2 separate regions of the Pan troglodytes genome follow, and region 2 is linked to region 1. Evidence: chromatin contacts called from public capture Hi-C data. All regions are on one chromosome and are shown on one strand. The core of a region is the stretch at or near the end of the contact, and the rest is flanking DNA. Distances in the headings are between cores, read along the strand shown. Region 1 has its middle 69 kb from the start of SESN3. Region 2 has its middle 93 kb from the start of FAM76B.

Evidence for each region. Capture Hi-C pulls out chosen DNA fragments and counts their contacts.
Region 2: a capture Hi-C map of stem cell-derived neural stem cells shows a contact between it and region 1, with 9 times the contacts expected there. The contact joins two enhancer-like sites. A contact is called at or near these places in 6 of 7 Hi-C or Micro-C datasets (blood, induced pluripotent stem cells, a lymphoblastoid cell line and 2 more) and 1 of 1 other capture datasets (stem cell-derived neural stem cells).

The regions. Positions count from the first base shown.
Region 1 is chr9:97,273,859-97,276,984 of NHGRI_mPanTro3-v2.0_pri, forward strand. No RefSeq gene overlaps it. Among named protein-coding and RNA genes, the nearest start is that of SESN3, 69 kb to the right of the region's middle. Within about 2 kb of position 1,458, at least 1 of the 24 cell types and tissues checked has an H3K27ac peak or open chromatin away from gene starts, as enhancers often do. A contact at or near this core is called in stem cell-derived neural stem cells, where this site is marked.
Region 2 is chr9:97,800,494-97,803,619 of NHGRI_mPanTro3-v2.0_pri, forward strand. No RefSeq gene overlaps it. Among named protein-coding and RNA genes, the nearest start is that of FAM76B, 93 kb to the right of the region's middle. Within about 2 kb of position 1,633, at least 6 of the 24 cell types and tissues checked have an H3K27ac peak or open chromatin away from gene starts, as enhancers often do. A contact at or near this core is called in stem cell-derived neural stem cells, where this site is marked.

The sequences.
Region 1 (3,126 bases), core at 208-2,707:
AGTTCTGAAGGTTATCATATTGCTCCCAGGCATCAAAAAAGTTTGTGTGCACATACCTGGGAAGGTAAGGCCTTGCATGTTAACAGTTTGCTTTGAGTATCTTATACTTTATCAATGATGTACATCAAGGGGGATGTGCAATGTATTCAGGAAATTATTCGAGATATTCAGAAAATTCCCACATACTCAAAGAATGCCTTATGGTTACCTTGAAGATCCTGTTTTTATGCTGCCCTGAAATTCTAGACAGTCTCTGACTGCTGTTGTTTCAAAGTGGGACACATCATTGTGCTAAAAACTCATTGAAAATGGCTCCTTTTTAAATCTGCCTCAATCTGGCTTTCACTTCCTTTTCTAAGTGAAGAAGTACAAATAGCTTATCCTATAACCTTTAGACACTGCACTGTTTGACCAAACTATACTCTCCAAATTCATCTTGTAACGTGAAGTCCCACACATATGGCCTGAACATCACACTCTGGATTTTTGTTTCCTCTGTCTCTTTTACCTTCAACATGATGTTCCTCAGTCTCTGCAAATCCAAATCTTAACAATCCTATGGTGTCTGCTTAAATATGGCCTTCTGCTTAAAAAACCCTTCACTGATAATCCCAAACAAAAGTGTGCTTGTTTCCTCCTTATGTTGCAAAGAGAGGGGAAAAATAGCAAGTAAATTCAGACAAATCTGAGAACAGTTCTACCATTCACTTACTGTTAGACTCAGACATGGTGCTTAATTTTGCTAAGCTTATTTTTCTTAACTCTCTAAGATGGGGAAAATATCCACCTCCAGGATGATTATAATAAAAATACTGTATTAAAAGTTCTAACATTTACAAGGTCCTTGATAAATGATGGCTTTTTTATGACCCCATGTACAAGCCATTATCTTCTTATTTTCTATACTGTTTAATGCCCAACCAATGCCTGTGTTACTGTTTTGCTCCCTGCACTTCCCTCTTCTTAAGGACAAGGGTTATGTCTTCCTTCTTATTGCTTTTCTCTGCATTTTACAGATGAGGAAACTGAGGAACCACACGATTAAGTAACTTGTTCAAAGGCAGACAATTAGCAATACTGGAGTTGAGATTTGAATTTATTTTAGGAACTAATTTCTAAACCCCTACCCTGTGTGTACTTCCTTGTCTTAGCCTGGCTTCCCCCTGGAAATAAAGCCTGAGACCAAGGTTTATTTGCCACTGGGTTGAAGGAGGTGGGCAGGAGTGAGGGACAGGTGGGGTGAAATAGGAAAGGAGGGACAACTGATAGAGTTGGACTGGTGCTCAATCCCACCAAATCCTCTAAGTTTCAAAACTGTGGCTTGGGCAATGAAAGGAAGCACCGGTTATGGGTTAGCCAGAGTTAACTTCTTGCACTTTTGGTTGTGCATACTTAGCAGAAAGGCAGTACCCTCTGGCATCCTACCAAAAGCACTCAGGGAAGCTCCGAGGCAGGAGGCCAGAAGTAAGCAGTCCAGGACCACGAGAGCAGTATCTGTGAAAATTGGGCAAAAGTTTGCAGAGAACTGGTTGCCACCACACCAGCACTGAAGTTAGAAATGGGCAAGGTGACTGTGAAGGGGTGTACAAGAGGTGTGCACTACGTGCCTCTTAGCAAGTAAAGGAGAGAGTCAACGTGTGCTGAAAAGTACTGTAACCAGGAGAGTTTTCCTGAATTTCACCTAGATGTGAAGATGACGGATTTGTTTGTTTATTTTAGGAGCATTCCTGTGTAGGAAAGAGTATTAAGAATTCTTGCCAAGGCTTGGTGCAGTGGCTTATGCCTGTAATCCCAGCACTTTGGGAGGCCAAGGCGAGCGAATCACTTGGGGTCAGAAGTTCGAGACCAGCCTGGCCAACATGGCCAAACCCTGTCTCTACTAAAAATACAAAAATTAGCTGGGTGTGGTGGCAGTGCCTATAGTCCCAGCTACTTGGGAGGCTGAGGTGGGAGAATCACTTGAACCCGCAAGGTGGAGGTCATAGTGAGCCAAGATCGGGCTACTGCACTCCAGTCTGGGCGACAGAGCAATTCTCCATCTAAAAAAAAAAAAAATTCTTGCCTCAAATTCCTTTTAAAGAGTTTTTTATGGGAAGGTTTTGGGCTCATTTGTGTTTTGAAACATGTCAAGTACATGAGATTATGGGAGAAGAGACATTTTCTGAGATGTTCATCTAAATCCACAGAAAGAGAAGCCTATGTTAGAAAGTTACATGTATTAAAAAGTATGACTTGAATTCATAATTCTTACCATACAGTAGAATGTTCCTAAAATAGAAATGCAACACAGTTTTAAGTTTTCCTGAGTCTTCTTTAGGATTAGGCCCATTGTTCTCTTAGAATTTTTAGCCTTTAAATTCACAGGTGCTGATTTTTATCTCCTGGTCTGTGAACCTTCCCCTCAGGGACCATCTTTTGAATCAAAAGTTCATTTAGGACCAGAGGGAAAAAAATCTATTCTTTAAAAGTAAAATTGTTGCAAGTAAGCCAGAAAGGAAAGTTATCTAACCTTGTCTGAATCATGGATCATCCATTTACTTTTCAGCAAAATGTCATGCAGATAGCATGGTCATTTATATCATTCAACAAGAAACTTAAGCTGAATTAAGGTAGTGAAGTTCAGTAGAAAAAATGTCAGAAAGACCAGAATTTGAATCTCCACTGTGCCAATTCTAAAAACTGTACCAACTTTCTTACACTAGTAAAGCTTTCTGTGACTTAATTTCCTCATCTATAAAATGAAGATATCGTCATTGCAAAATTATTGTGAGGATTTGTTCTTCACAAAGTTGTGAAGATTACATGAAATTGTATACGTGAAAGGACAAAGTACACACATAAACATGAAGTATTATTTTACTTTAAAAAATGGCTCAAAGTTGTTAATAAATTCATGGGGAAACTAGTGTCAAAAGCCTGATTTTGAATTGGGGGAGAACTTGTAGAAGGACTGGCTTGTTAGCTGAGTTTGGCCCAACGTACCCTGTCCTTTGTCTCCCCTGGCGTTGCATATTATTGAAAAAAAGATTTTTTTTTTTTTGAGAGACAGGGTCTCACTATGTTGCCCAGGCTGGTCTCGAACTCCTAAGTGCAGGTCCTCCTGCCTCGGCCTCTTAAAGTGCTAGG
Region 2 (3,126 bases), core at 383-2,882, 530 kb after region 1:
TATTATATTATATTATATTACTATGTTGTAAAGCTCTTATCTTTACTGTCTAAGTGAACCTTAGACAGTAAAGATAAACCTCCAAATTGTCTGAGTTTCAAGTAAAGCTTAGATAATAAAGACAAAAATTTTTCTTTAGAGAAATTTAAGGATTATGATTTAAGGGAAGTTGCCATCTATCCAAGGAGTAAAAATAAAGTGGAAAGGACCTCTGACTTGAGGGATAGAAATCAGACAGGGAGAGCTACAGAAGACTAGACAAGGGAGAAGATGATCATGAGTCCCTGAGTTTATCCCCAGCACAGGGGCCAGGTATATAGAGACTGGAGGGTTTTGCAGCAGCAGAAATTGCCACAAAACTCCAGGCACATTGAGACAGAACCCACAAGCATTTTTTCCATGCTAGTGCCCTGCTTTCCTAGGCTATCCAAGCTGGCCTTGGAGTGGTAGAACAACAAAGGGAAGTGTCCACAGAGACAGGCCTGCTATGGGACAACTGACTCCCACGGTGCTCATATGATGTGGAAGGAGTCCAGAAGCTCCTGAATGCCTCCGGGAATGTGGACCATGAGTGCTGGCTGGTGAACTTACTCAAGGCAACAATGGGCCAAGCTGGGGATGGAATGGAGTCCCTGGGAATCTGAAGCACCGCGAGAGCCAGCCTGGGGCCTGATCAACAAGAGGTGATGGCCAAACACTTTGGAAACTGTTTCAGAGCAACACGCAAACCATGTTTTCCTCTGCCCTCATACCACAACAACAATCATCAACATAGAAGAAGACTTCTGTGACCAAAGTGTGGGGGTTTTTCCCCGGGTGTCCTCCAATCAGTTCTAACATTATGTACCCAGAAACAGCAACAGATATCACATATGAAGGGCTCAGTCCTACAAGTCTGCCCCCTTCTCCCACCAGCCTCAAGTCCAGGCCTCCAGAACTCCTGACCGATCAGCTTCAAGTTGGGGTTCCCATGACCCTATCTTTGGGTTTGATTTATTTATTAGAGCAGCTCATAGAACTTACAGAAACATATTTACTGGTATGTTATGAAGGATATTTTAAAGAATACAAATAAACAGCCAAATGAAGAGATACATAGGGAAGGTCTGGAAGCATGGACAACTGTGTCGCAATGTGACTGTACAGAAAGGATATGACCTGAATAAACCCAGCAAGGCCTGCCTGCTCAGGGTTTTCTGGATCTCTCTGTGCAGCATTCCTTCCTGCGGAGTATGGGGTAGAACCCACTCTGGAATGAGGTTCTTATGACCCACAATCAGATGAGAGTCCTGCCTTGGGCAGGTGAAAAGAAGGCAGGAGAAGGTCAGAGAGAGAGATTCCATTTTCTGAGGCCTGTTCCTAAGGCCTACAGTACCCCAACATTGTGAAAAAAGAATATAACAAAGATTATGAGGTTTCTGAGCTAGGAACTGTAGATGAAAACCTGTGTGTGTGTGTGTGTGTGTGTGTGTGTGTAATCATATCACAAGAGCCATCATCATGCCTCACCCATCCTGGAAGAATACAATCTGAGTGGAGTTACAACAGCCATACGCTGCTCAGTAGCAGCTTTAATGTGAATAGAGGCTGACTCCCAAAGACCAGGTGGGATGAGCTTAACTAGAGCCCCAGAAGCAAGCAAAGAAGGACAGCACATAAATTGCCCACCTCTCCCCTGCTTCCTGGATACCATTAATTCACGCAAACCTTCCCTTGCTTCCAGACTCTATCTACTCCCTAGAGAGGGCAGTTAGAACATTTGAAGTGTCAGATTATTTATCCAAAACACACAGAGTTACCTTAAAATCCAGAGCCACATAAAATCAGCCACCCAAAATTTGAAAAGTACATACTCTGGCCCATCTGCATCGTAGGTTATCAAATTTGACTCCTCTGTACTACAACTGAGTATGCACACTGCTATAGGAACTAAGAAGGTCATTTTTTTTTCAGACGATGGAGTTAGAAAAGGCTTCCCACAGGAGTAACATTGGAGGTGAACTTTGAAGGGCAAGCAAGAATTATCCAGCTATGAAGAAACAGAAGTGTATTTCAAGAAATGCAAAAAACATGAGTCAAGGGACTCTGGTAAACTTAAGTACAGCTTGTTCAGGGAAAGCAAAGTTGTCCGAGAGAAGGATTGAGCTTCCATGCAAAAAGAAATCAGGTTGAACAGGAAGGCTGCAGGGCCTGCCTATGGCCGTGAGGGTTACTCCTAGGACCTCTGAGTGGTTGGAGGCTGAAAAACAGCCTTTGCCCTGCTCTCTAAGGGCCCTGTGTACTCTACAGCAGGACAGGGTACACCCTAAGGATGAGACCACCTTTTAGAATGCAAAAAGGCTTGATTCTTTAGCTGAGCCTTAAATCGCAAGGCTTCCTATGCCCAGAGGGAGTGACTTCTCAATTTTGCACAAAGTCATCGTGTAAATTAGCAGGGATTCTTTAAATATGGTCAGATTATAGAAGGCCATGCAAATTTCTTTAAAGGATTTGGGTTTTAAGTAAGAACAGTGAGGAGCCACTGCAGGGTTCTGGGCAGGGGTATGACATGGCAAAAGAAATTATTCCAGCAGCAGCTGTCTGCAAGGCAGATTGGAGCCGAGAGACTCGGGAAGTTACCACAGTTGTCCAGGCATGAAGCAAAAAGGGAAATTTTACGGTATCCATGGCAACTGAAGGGGAAAAATATGAAAATTATTTTGAAGGCAGAAACAACGAACTTGATTACTGATTGGGTATGAGTGCGTGGAAGAGGCAGCAGTAATAAATGACTCAGGGGTTTTGAGCTTAGGAAGCTATGAGAATAAACCTGAAATGGGGACGCTAATCAGGAGAGCTGCTTTGAGGGAGAAAAGAGAGTTTGGTTTAAGACATGTTGAATTTCACATAATGATGAAATGTAGAAGTGGAAATGCTCTCTATACATGTAAAAGGACAAGACTAGGTCATTCTTCCTTTTCTTCATTATTTTTTTCTCTCTCCATGATTTTTGCATACATCTTAGGCTCTTTCTCTGAGGGATGTTTGGGAATAAATGTACCACTTCCCTTACTTTTAGTAAACTGTGAAAAAGATCATCATTATCATCATCAACCTTGTCTTCAAGTTAACACAAAGTATTAGTCA